3 separate regions of the Mus musculus genome follow, and all the other regions are linked to region 1. A link is a contact called in public Micro-C and promoter capture Hi-C data. All regions are on one chromosome and are shown on one strand. Each heading gives the region's core, a stretch centred on a gene start, on an enhancer-like site or on the middle of the called end of the contact. The rest is flanking DNA. Distances are from core to core; before and after follow the strand shown. Region 1 holds the start of Lamp1 (lysosomal-associated membrane protein 1). Region 2 holds the start of Cdc16 (CDC16 cell division cycle 16). Region 3 holds the start of Rasa3 (RAS p21 protein activator 3).

The links. Promoter capture Hi-C pulls out the DNA fragments that hold promoters and counts their contacts. Hi-C and Micro-C count contacts between places; a contact is called where the count stands out from the background.
Region 2: a contact with region 1 is called in a Micro-C map of embryonic stem cells, with 4 times the contacts expected there. The contact joins the promoter of Cdc16 here to the promoter of Lamp1 in region 1. A contact is called at or near these places in 2 of 39 promoter capture datasets (hippocampal neurons and pre-B cells), 3 of 484 Hi-C or Micro-C datasets (all in embryonic stem cells), 1 of 115 datasets of contacts at active chromatin or transcription factors (embryonic stem cells) and 1 of 9 other capture datasets (embryonic stem cells).
Region 3: a contact with region 1 is called in a promoter capture Hi-C map of pre-B cells, with 3 times the contacts expected there. The contact joins the promoter of Rasa3 here to the promoter of Lamp1 in region 1. A contact is called at or near these places in 1 of 39 promoter capture datasets (pre-B cells) and 1 of 115 datasets of contacts at active chromatin or transcription factors (memory CD8 T cells).

What each region holds. Positions count from the first base shown.
Region 1 is chr8:13,157,211-13,161,211 of GRCm38.p6, reverse strand. It overlaps Lamp1 (lysosomal-associated membrane protein 1), which reads right to left and starts at 2,051. Exons shown (of 9, transcript NM_010684.3): 1 at 1,778-2,051. The coding sequence starts at 1,823.
Region 2 is chr8:13,755,816-13,759,816 of GRCm38.p6, reverse strand. Cdc16 (CDC16 cell division cycle 16) reads right to left here and starts at 2,161. Exons shown (of 18, transcript NM_027276.3): 1 at 1,963-2,161; 2 at 765-819; 3 at 580-677. The coding sequence starts at 2,010. The region is part of intron 1 of Gm46032 (a long non-coding RNA gene); the gene reads left to right.
Region 3 is chr8:13,675,819-13,679,819 of GRCm38.p6, reverse strand. It overlaps Rasa3 (RAS p21 protein activator 3), which reads left to right and starts at 2,233. Exons shown (of 24, transcript NM_009025.2): 1 at 2,233-2,427. The coding sequence starts at 2,373.

The sequences.
Region 1 (4,001 bases), core at 802-3,301:
ATCTGTAATGGGATACAATGTCCAGAGGTCTGTCTGAAGACAGCTACAGTGTACTCATATACACTAAAACAAACAAACAAACAAACAAAAACAAAGCAAAACAAAAAAGGGCCAGGTCAAGATAACAATATCTAAGTTGGGTCTAACAGAATATGAACTCAAAATTACAAGACTACTGAACCGCTGGACCACCAATCTAGTGAAGAATTCAAGGTCCCACAATCCAGGATAACTTTAATTAGACTTCTCATACTTCTAGACTGACCAGGCTCATCCAGAAAGGGGAAGGTCATAGGGTTAGCCCTAACAACCGAACAGTTCCATTAAGCAATCCTACATACTAGTTTCAGTTCACACTAGTCTGTTGTCTATTAAGCACTTAAGCAGCTTGGAGGTGATAGCAATTAATGTAGGAACAATTAACAATCCCATCGTTACAGAGGTTTTTTTTTAAGATAAAATTATTTTTGAAGTCACACAACCAAGATCCTGTCTAAGTTGTTAAAGTCCCTTTGTGAAAGCTGGGACAATTTATGGCACAGGGGCACTCAATCAGGGTCACAGACTTTCCCTCTCCACTTAGATTTTGCTTTGAAACAGTGTCTCACTTTGTAGCCCAGGTTGGCCTCCGATTCACAGAAAGTCTCCCACATAAGCCTGCTAAGTGCTTAGATTACAAACTCAGGCTGACCCAACCTTAAAATTCCCCTGCCTCAGCCTCCACGGTCTAACAAGTGTGAGCCACCACTGATTAGTTTAGTTTATTCATTCATTCGTTTATTTATTTCATTTTTGCAACAGGGTCTCCGGTCCTGGCTGTCTTAGAACTCATTATATAGACCAGAATGGCTTGTTAAAGAGATCGTCCTGACACTAGCTCAGGATTAAAGGTATAAACCACTATGCAAGCCACAAGGTAGTTTGAAAAACATGAAGAGGCCTAACCTGGCTGTCCTTTGGATTTTATCCCAATCAGCATTTAGGAAGCAGAGACTACGAGAACCTGAACCTGTGAGTTTCAGGCCAGCGTGGTGGTGAGACACCCCTCCCCCCATTTTAAAAGTATAAAACAGTCTAAGGGTTTAAGTCGTTTTTGGCTGTGCTGGAGATTGAACTCCAGCTAGTTACCAAGCCATTCTGACACAACAGAACTTGTTTCGGCAACTCGTATATTAGCTACAACTCCTGAACCGTGAAGGGTCACAGGTCCCCTTAGCAAGGCTTCTGGGTTAAGACCGCCGAGTAAGCGCACCTCTCACGGACCAGAGAGTTCACACAAGTAGCAAAATAAAAGAAAGGGTAAACGAATTCCATAAAGTCACAGTCACAGAATTTGGGGGTGTGAGCCTCTGTGCCCAGGAGATTTGGCCAGCCACCTCTCTCCCGTCCTGAAGATGCTGGCACCGCAGCGAAACGCTCCGCGTTGCCGGGATACAGCGGCGAGGAAGGGCACCCGGCACCCCAGGCAGGGTCCGAGGCAGCACCCAGTCCTCTCACAAGGCAGCTCAGAGCCAGCAGCACTGCCTGGCAGGAACTCCAGCCCAGCTCCTTCCAGAGCGGCTCAGACTGGGCTCCCAACCCGCACCTACGTCCTTAGGCCCGCACGGGCTCCCAGGCGGCGAGCGCCACTGCGGAGCGGGCGGGCCGGCTCGAGGCCTTCTTGACGCCCGCGGCTCCGGGCGCCCCGTCCCCGCCCGGCCTGCCGCTCTGTTCCCGTCCGTCCCGAGACACCGACCCCGCCCGGCCCTCCTTCTCTCTCCCTCCCTCTCGGGCTCACCCAGCAGCAGCAGGAGCAGCGGCCGCCGGGCGCCGGGGGCCGCCATGGCGCGACGCAGCCGAGGCCGGAGGACGGCGGTTGCGCGGGCGGCGAGGCCGGCGGGAGGGCGCGTCCACCGACTCGAGAGGCCCCGCAGCTGCGGCGCCGGCACGGAGAGGACCCTGCGGCCGGCAGCGCCTGTCACGTGAGCAGTGCCGCGCCCGCCGGTCACGTGAGCCGAGGGTCTCGCGAGAGCCCGTGGACCGCCAGCTTACTCCTCACTTCTTCGGGAGGCTCCGTTCCGCACGTGATGTGGTCACGTGCCAGTCGGCATCACGTGGGCGCTGGACCACGTGATATCTTGCCCTCTCCCCACCCCCTTCCCCCCCCCCCCCCCACGGCCTTTCTCCCGAGTGTCCCGAAATGGAAAGTAGGTTGTGGCTTTGAGTAAGGGAAGGAGAAACGCTGTCGGAGAAAGTGAAGATGGAAACAGGAAGCCATGAAGGCTGGACTGAGCCCCGTAGGCCAGCTACATGCCACAGTTCAGGTCCAAGCCCCTGAAGGCCTGCAGCCCAGTGGTAGTCTTGGTTGAGAGCCATGTCTAGGTCAATACCAGTGTTTACATCCCAGGACAGTGTGCATATCCATTTCGAGGTGGGTATTCCCATCTAGACCCGTGCCCCAGGCCCAGGCTGACCTCCACTTTCAGGCTCACATACTAGTGTCTAGGGTCAGCCCCGAATGTGTCCCATTCGGTGATCCAGGCAGAGGACAGTCCTTTAGGATACGTAGATGGTGGGAGATGTGGAAAAGATACTTTTTAAGAGATAGGATTTCAGAATATATCTTTAGCCGGCCTCAAACTCAGAGATCAGCCCGCCTCTGCTTCCTGAGTGCTCAGATGATGTGTGTGGGCGCAGTGTTCTTGACCATTCCTGGCTGCTTAAGGGCATGTGGATGGTCATCTTACCTGAGATGACTATTTCCATGAAGAGTTCAATACTAAAGTATTTTCCTCTTTTGTGAATGTCACACTCAAAACTCGAGGATTGGTTTGATGTTTGGGGACATGGCGTCACCCTAAAGCCCAGGTTGACCTGGAACTCGCATGGACCAGGCTGGCCCCACACTCTGGGCAATCATCCTGTCAGGAGCGCAGAGATTACAGGTGTGTGCCACCATGGCATGAATAATCTGAGCTTTTATGTTATTATATTGTTTTGGAGACAGGGTCTCTCTATATAACCCTGGCAATCCTAGAACTCATTACTTAGACAGGTTGGCCTCAGACTCAAGAGATCAGCCTGCCTCTGCCTTCAGAGTGCTGGGACTAAAGGCCGGAGACCACCAGATCTACCTTGAAGTCCTCAAGTTTTAGCTTGAGGATTCCTCCTGTTAACAGATTTTTCATTCAAGCTGAGTTCTTCCTCCTCAGAATTGTAGACCCAGTAACAAAACTTAAAAGCTGTTTATGTAGTGGACTAGTTTATTCTGTGACCGGAGAATAAGAGTGGTTGGAGAGATGGCTCATTTGTGTAGGACCTTGGTTCCAGTCCCATCACTCACATGGTTCACAACTATCCAGTTCCGGGGAGCCTGATGCCCTCTCCTGACTTCTGAGGGCACACCACACCTGCCTATGATGCACAGGCCTACCCTATATTCAAGCAAAACTCTCATGCACAAAATAAAGTGAAATTTTAAAAAGAAACTGGGAGAAATGGGTCAAAGATCACTTTCTAAAGGAGGGGGGTCTTTTTAAGATGGATATAACGGTGTGGGTGTGCATCCCTTTAATCCAGGACTTGGGAGGCAGAGGCAGGTGGACCTCTGCGTTCTAAGCCAGCCAGGGTTACAGACTGTCAAAAACAGGGAGTGGAGGAGCAAGGCAGAAAATTAGAAGGAGGTATGGGGGCACAAGCTTGCAATCACAAGACTCTGCTTACTTCTCCATTGATGTGATAAAACTCTATGATCTAGGCAGCTTAGAGAGGACTCATCTGGGGCCAGAGAGTTAGGAGTCCATTGTCATCCCTGTGGGGAGCATGGTGGTAGGGAAGCAGCTGAGAGGGTGCATTTTGATCCACAACAGGAAGCAAAGAGAATGCTGGGATGGCTTCCTTGTGACGCTGTCTATCAGCAGTCCTGTAGCAATGTTGTCAGTACACAGTTTCTGGCTTTGGAGTGTTCTCTGAATTAGAGAACTAATTTTGGGCACAATCCGAGGACTTCTAAGATGTTTGTT
Region 2 (4,001 bases), core at 912-3,411, 600 kb before region 1:
AAAACCATTACAATGAGAATTTAAGAGACCAGACAGGTGGGCAAGAGGTGGGAAATGAAAGATTGGGACTTGAAGTGAGAGCCTTGCTCTTAGGCTGAAGAGATGGCTTGGCAGTTAAGAGTGCCTGCTGCTCTTCCAAAGAACACAAGTCTGTTCCCATTGCTCAGAGAGCACTTCACAGTGCCTGGAACTTCAGTTCCAAAGAATCCAATGCTGCCTTCCGGTTTCTGGAGGCACCCACACTCATGTGGCACACACATAAACACATAAATAAAAATAAAAAAAAAAAGCTCTTAGCCAGGTGTGGTGGGACACACCTTTGATCCCAGCACGAGGTAAAGGTAGGCAGATATATGTGAGTTAGAGCCAGCCTGATATACCAATTGAGTTCCAGGACAGCCAGGGCTGCTACTTAGAGAAACCTGGTCTCAACAGCCCCCGAACCCCCAAGAAAAACCCAAACCAACCGATAAAACATTTTTTTTCTCATAAAAATAAAAAATTGGAGTTCTTTTAAACACACACCCAACATGAGGCCCCAGTGGCGTTTCCGACATCTCCCACAGCTTCGGTACTTACTTTGTCCAGCTTGCGTGACCGGAGCGCATGGGCTGCTCGGTGGTACTGCGCTGTGAGGTAAAGGCACTGAGCCAACCAATAAACATCCTGGGGCTCCTCTGAGGGGCAAAATTACACAAGTGGTCAGAGGCTCATGGGGAGCTTTCTAGAGATTAATTAGGGGAAATAAATTGCATGTCACTCACCATGAGAGAGTGAAGCTACCTTGTCTGCCCAAAACAGAGCACTTTGATACTGTTGCTGCATACAAAAAGCAAACACAGGGTGACTGCTGTTGCCCCCACAGTCGACTAATATAAATCCACACACCAAATCCACCACTCACTACAACACGTTCTTAGATGTAGCACGGGGCCCACCAATCACCTGTATTTTACAGCTCAGCTAGTGTGAGTTTTAGGTCGTCATTACCGTAAGAACTTCATATATACAATTCAAGATAGCAGTTTAACTCATACACTACCAAAAATGTATCAGCTAGTATCTAAAACAGTGCATAAGCGATTGAAATGCAGTCATCTAGAACTTCTGATACTGACATTTATGTAATAACACTTCCCACAAGCTCAAATGAATCCTAAAGTAGCATCTAGCAGAGCACTAGATTCAAATATTTCACAATTAAACCCATAACCCTTAACAGTCACTGGTCATGGGCAATGTCGCCCCCTGTAGTCAACTCTAACAACACTTAATCTGACAGCGGAAAGACACTCAGGAATCTGTCCTGGTTAGTGCTGATCCCTAGCTCTTACTGCCTCTGCCTCAGTTCCTCAGGATATAGTCAGAACAGGGTAGCCCAATGAGTAGCCAGGAGAAAGTCTTATGGACCCGAGAATCTGCTCTGAACAGATGCCCCCAGAGTGAAAAAAGAGGCCCACATTGTCCTCTCTACATCTCAGTGCCAAAGAAAATAATCACAAACCGACTGCCCCTTAGCACGCAGCCTTCCAGCGAAGTGCAAACCTCTGGCTCATTCACTTAGCATCTCTTCCGTTTCCCATTTATCGGGAGAGCAAGCATTTTAGCAAAAAACCAAATGACATGACAATGACGTGGACCCCAGAGACACCCCTTCCCTCGAATAGTCCCGGCTTGTCCACTCGAGAGCAGCGCGGAGGCTGAAGATCCAGCACGGGGTATTGTTTCCAGTCCTAACTGGAGACAGCTAGCTTGTCTTCCCAAGTATTCTGTCCAATAAGAAACACAACTAAATCCTCCCAAATGTCCTACGGTCCGGCCAGATTCCAAGGTCCCAGTGCAGCCGTCCCAGCCCAGCCCAGCCCTGCTCCCGCAGTCCACGCAGGATCGGAGCCATCGGGGCCGCGCTCCCCGCCGGGCCCCACCGCCCCGAAGCCCAGCGTCCGGCCCCCCGCCGCGCACCTGGTCCAGGTACTGCCGGACGCGTTTGCGCAGCGGCTCCAGGTTCATGGCCGCGAGGCCAGGGCAGGCACCCGACGCCCTCTCGAGCCTCCGCGCGCCCCCGGGGTGTCGAGGGACCCAAGCCCGCCGACCACCGCCCGGACCAGACCCCGCGCGCCACACGGCACTTCCGCTCCGACAGGCCCTACCCCGGAAGTCCCGTGCAAAAGCGTTCCCCCCGTCGGGTGTGTGCCCACTCTAATGGTTCCGTGGCGATCTTGGGCGCCAGCTCCTAGTCCTAACCTGTTCGCCTTTGTCCGGGAGGGAAAAGGGATCTAGCGGGACTCCGTGCCTTCCGGGAGTGGAAGAGACGCTTCTATAGCTACCCTTCTCCCTACCGGATATTTTTAAGATCGAATTTTTCTCTCTACAGTCCTGGGTGGTCCAGAGCTGTCCCTGGGTACCAGACTGGCCTCTTACTTTCAGACTCCTACACACACACACACACACACACACACACACACACACACAAACACACCTCCTTGGGTGCTGGAAATAAAGAGGTCCATCACCACACAGGGTATTTTGTGTTCTTAAAATTCCATTCTGTGCACTGTGCAGCCTTTTGAAAGTATAGAGACTGGTACCACTCAAATGTTCTGCTCTCACCCCTGTGAGCAGTTGGCTGCATCCTTTTCTGTGAATGACACATATGTATGACAGGGTAATATTTTAAGGACACACACACTTTTCCTGTCTTCTCCATTTGTAGGTAGTGATCCAACCGTACTTATTGACTTGAAGCGGGTGTGTGGTAAGGCATAGTTGACCATATTTACGGCTGTTTTCATTCATTTTACGAATAGAATTGTTTTATAAAGGAAATTTGTGCTGTCACCACAGATGGTAAACATCAAAGACAGGAATTTAATCTTTAAGTCAGATGTTATTCAGAGAGCTAGTTATCTGAGAAAGAAGCGGATTAACATTCTAACACCCCGTCTTTTTATCTCATCTCCAGCCAAGAAAACCTTATAAAGAGCAAACAAAGGCAATTATTCCAAAGTTTAATACTGCCTCTGGTCAAGGGTCAGCCTTACTCCTGAGATTATACTGGTTTGTGTCTCCGTATGTCTCCTGCACTTCTTCCTGTTATTGCTCTGTGCAGCTGGGTTTGCACCGTCCCAGGCTGCCGAGACCTTCATTGTTCCTGGAGAGACACTTGGGACAAACAAACGATTAGCAGTGTGTATGTGTTGAGCTATTTGCAGAATGCATTGCAGGTTTCTTTACGACAGTACGAAGCACAAGTGTATGCTTGCAGAATATTAAGGAGCCCCATCTGCCTCTCCTGTCTGCAGTGAATTTTCCTGAATTGTCTTGAGTTTCCCATGATCTCTCTGTAAAGCCTACAACAACACTATGGAGTTCCTCTTTTCCTTTGTCTTCCCAGATGTAGCGACTACAACATATCCTACCTAGCATATCCTACCTAACATATCCTACCTAGCATATCCTCCTCTGCATCCTTTCTGTACTTTGTCTGTGTGTGTAATTACAAATATATCTCCTCTTCTACAAGCAAGCTGAGAGGTACAATATTTCATTCTGAGACGTGCTTGGCTCACGAGGATACTTTAAATGCTTTTCTTCATCGGAAGCCACCTTGTTCTTTGCGATGTTTTATAGAGTTCTCCAGTCTGTGGCGGTAGGTCCCATGTGACAGAGGAGAGCTATAAATGTGGCCCAAGGGAATAGTATAAACTTCCTTAAAACACTATGAGGTTCGTATGTGGTTTGTTTTGTGTGTAACTCAACTGTGCAGTTCTCTAGGATAAACTTTGTGGCCCAGTGTCAACAACACCTGAATGTTTCTTGTTGTATCCATCAGAGTAGGTTGAGCTATGATGCAATCCCTTTATCTCTTGCCTGAGGGGCTGTGATACTCAAGGACTGGACCACTGCGTGCTCTTAATTGCTCTGGCACAGCAATACTCTTAAGTTTATTTGGGAAGGAGTATCTGGATGTGATTGATTTTGAACCAGCAGAGTAAAGCAGA
Region 3 (4,001 bases), core at 984-3,483, 520 kb before region 1:
TCTACTAAATTTGCCTACACAAACTTCATATTCAACACAATAGTGCCTTCATGAAGCTGAGTATGAGTTAGACTACTGTGAGCCAGTCCTATGAAGGGCTCAGTTGGTTTTTTAGCTTTACAAGTCTGCATTGCATTTGGAGCAAAATGACCTTGGGACTGCAAGCCCTAGCCATCCTGGAAAGATCTAAGTGAAACCCTCTGCTAATCAGCTGCCTGCCCTTGGGATGCCCTTGAGCGGTCTAGCGTGCACCTGTGTGGAGCAGGCACCTCCCGGGTGTCCTCCTCAGAATTCAGCTTCATCTTCGGTAGCAGGCCGTCAGTGTGGAAGCTGCTCACTCTGACTGATTGCCTTTGGTTTTATTAATTAATCCAGGGGAAGCCTTCTCCTGGGAGTGTCTGTCTCTCTCCTGGCTCTCCTGTCCTGGTGGCCATGATGCTACCACATCCTCTTTGATGCTGATGGTTACCAGCTTTCCTGTCAGCTCCTGGTCCCCTTTCTGCCCCTGTCCTCGCTTTTGTCAGGGCCTAGCTCTGCGGCAGCTCAGGGTTAGCTCGTCTAGTCCTTCTACGGGCATCTGTCCCTGTGGGAAGTGCCAGTCTTGGTCAGGTGGTCTGGAGTGGGTAAGAAAGAAGGCTGCACAAGCCAACAGACAAGGCAATAAGTAGCGCTCTCCAGTGGCTTCTGCTTCTGTCAGTCCTTGCATCCAGGTTCCTGCCTTGACTTGATGATGAACTCTGAGGAAAATAAACCAATTCCTCCCCAAGTCCTTTTGTTGGAGAAGGGTCTACTACAGGGTTTCTCTGTGTACTTCTGGCTGTCTTCAAACTTACTCTGCAGATCTGGCTGGTCTTGAATCCAGAGATCTGCCAGTCTCTGTCTCCTGCACTGAGATCACCACCTCTCCCCTCCCCATCTTATTTATTTATTTATTTATTTATTTATTTATGGTTTCCAAGTTGTTTTTGGTCATGGTGCTTTATCACAGTACAGCAGCCCAGCTAAAGCAGTCTTTTGGTGATTTTGTGTCCTTCCCCACCACCACCCCCATCCCTGTCCAGTCATGTGCCTCCTACCCAAGTTCTCTACCACTAAGCTGAGTTCCTGAGCCGGAGATTCAGGGTTTTAGATGTGTTAACCCAGAGCGGCTCCCTCTCTTCCCAGTCAGAGCCTGTCTATGGCACAGCAGCTTCTGGAGGGTTCCAAATCAGCTTCTCTGGAGTTCCAGCACCTTCCTGGGTGTCCTGCCTATACACTGTATTTCTGCTCTTTGGCTGCTGGTGAGAGAGCTACCGTATAGCACCAAGGGATTTTTGTGTCACACCTTTCAGTTGGTGTATCAATGACCTAGCCTCCTGACTCCTCAAGCGATGCCACTTCCGTTTTCAGTCCTACCGAAAGGCAGGCCTCCTTCAAACCCACTGCAGAGGCTATCTCTACCGCCACTCCCCACCCACCAGGGCCTCTGGGAGACACTTCTGTGACTACTATAAGGAACGAGGGACTAGAGCTCTTGGCCCTCTAGGAAAGCTGGGAGTTATGCCAGCTGCAGGAAAAACTTAGTGGAGGGATCGGGGATAGGACCTCACAGTATCGTTGTAGAGATACAACAATTCTAAAGTTGCATACCAATCAAATTGCCAGTAAGCACCAGGTTTGAAGGTTCTGGAATGCTAAATTCAAGGGCCGCGTTGAGGCTGCCCAAGCACACCACAGGGTAAGCAGGGACTGCTTGCTGGGCACAGGGTCCACTTGCCCTCACTTTGACAGCATATCACCTTCTGATTTCTCCAGAGCGATCGGCAGGTGTCACTTTTCTCAGTCGCTGAAGCTGGGGCTAGAGGAAATCTTTTCCTTTCATACCTTTTGTTTGAATATAGCTTTTTAGATTTTAAGTGCGAGTCGGTCTTACGGGACCTGGCGGTCAAAACACAGATCAATACTCACGATCTCTCTTTGTCCCAGGTCCAGAGAGACCGGACCAGCGAGGGCTGTGAAGAGGGACCGCTTCAGGGGCACTCCAAGGCAAGTCCCTTCCGATCCCGCCTTAGAGTCCGCCTCCGCCTCCTTACAGACCCGACCAATGGAATGCAGTGTTTGACAGTAGGCGGAGTCGTACTACCCCACCCCATGCAGAGCCTTAGCCAATGAAGATCGGGGCTCTGGCGAAGGAAGGCGCCCGCAGCCCCGCCCCCGAGCTCTGCCAATGGAAGGGCGCGAGGCGGTGCACCCGGTCAGAGCGCGGACCGCAGCGCGCGGGGCTCTGGGGGCATCCGCAGCTCGGCTCCGTCTGCCGGCTTCTTCCCCTGTCTTGTCCCCCTTCTGCGGCCGCGCTGCCGGGCCCTCGCGCGTTGGCGAGGTCGACAAGCAGCATGGCGGTGGAGGAAGAGGGACTGCGGGTCTTCCAGAGCGTGAGGATCAAGATTGGTGAGGACCGCGGTGGCGTGGGCAACTCCCCAGACCCCTGTTCTTGGTATCCGGCCGGGCTGGACCGGCTCCTCGTGTTTCTCCGCCTAGACTGCCCGGTTCTCCGTGGCATTGCGGGGGAGGAGGGACCTGTATCAGGGGGCGTCTGTTTGTGGGAGTGAGCGCGCGTGGTTGCCTGCGTGTGTCCGTGTGCGCAGCACCGCTCCAGATCCCAGGCGCCTGACTTTACATGCACGAGCACGCGCGGATCCGTCTGGGTGCTCCCACTTCAGGGATCGGGTCTACTGATGTCAGTCTCCTGGTGTCCTCTCCACAGTTGTGCGCAGGAACTTATTTCCCAAGGAGGGGGCGCCCCTTCACCTTTTCGGCTGCTGCAGGCTTCGAGGCCGTGCACGCGCGCGACCGTGTGTGTGTGTGTGTGTGTGTGTGTGTGTGTGTGGTGTCTGCGCGCTGCAGGCCTGGTGATGGAGCCACCAGCACCTCCCCCTCCTTTCATTGAGAACTGGCCGTGGGAGCTGTGGCCGGCAGGCCTGGCATTCAGGCTGCTCTGGGCTGGTCGGGACTTCGGCAGCAACGCTAGGAACGGGGAGTGAAGTGGAACTGGAGAGACCTGGAGAGGACTTCCTGATTTTTTTTTTTTTAACCTGGAGATTTCGTTTTTCCCAGTTGTTTTTTATCTTGTGAGTGACGTGTGAGTCTACTTCCTTACAGTGGTTTTCTGAAGTGACCGTTACACATCAAGTCATTAACACACTGGGCAGGGGCCAATTTTCTTGGAAGGAATTCTGGGTCCTAGTGCACCGTCCCTGTAGTCTTTTCCCTCTGAACTGCGCCCCACATTACTGGCCTGTTCCCATGTGAAAAGGCCCCTAGTGGGTGGCAACAGTCACAGCCTGGTGTCAGTTGTTGATGACATTCGATGCTGTCTGAAGAATGCCAGCTACTCGCAATCAGCGTGTTGCTTCCTGTCCGCTTTATTTTGCTTTTGAATCATCGCCCGAGACAGTTTGATCTTTGGTTCAGAAGCGCTGCGGAGAGCATGTGGTGTTTGGGCTGGAGCAGAGGGCACGGGAGGGATTTCTCTTGCTCTTATGCCTGGAATTGCTGTCAGTTTCCATCTGAGGAAAGGGGCTGCTTTCTGTCCTCTGTGGGCAAAGACTACTTGTGTGAGGGTGGCCAGCTTCAGTTTCCTTCAGCCAGATCCTCTGACCAAGTGAGTCCACCAGGCTCCAGGGGTGCTGTGCCCTTTTGCTCAAGGATCTGGGGAGGTTGCTGTGGAATACTGCTGGGGCAGAATCAGGTCAGTTGGTGAGAAGGGTCCAAGACTTTCTTTCCCTTTCAGTACAGTGTGCTTGCTTCAATCCTAGCATCGGCTACTGTGCACACAGGGAAAGGTTTTAGTTCCATTCAAACAAAGAGGATTTCTTTTCCAGAATGACATAGTAAATAAGACAGGAGGGAAGGAAAGACTTCAGTCTGTCTGCCGGAATCGGGTCTTCACTAGGGGAGCAGCAGAGGGGACAAGTCAGAAGGTCCCTCCTCCGTTGCTAGACGTTGAATAAGGGTATGATTGG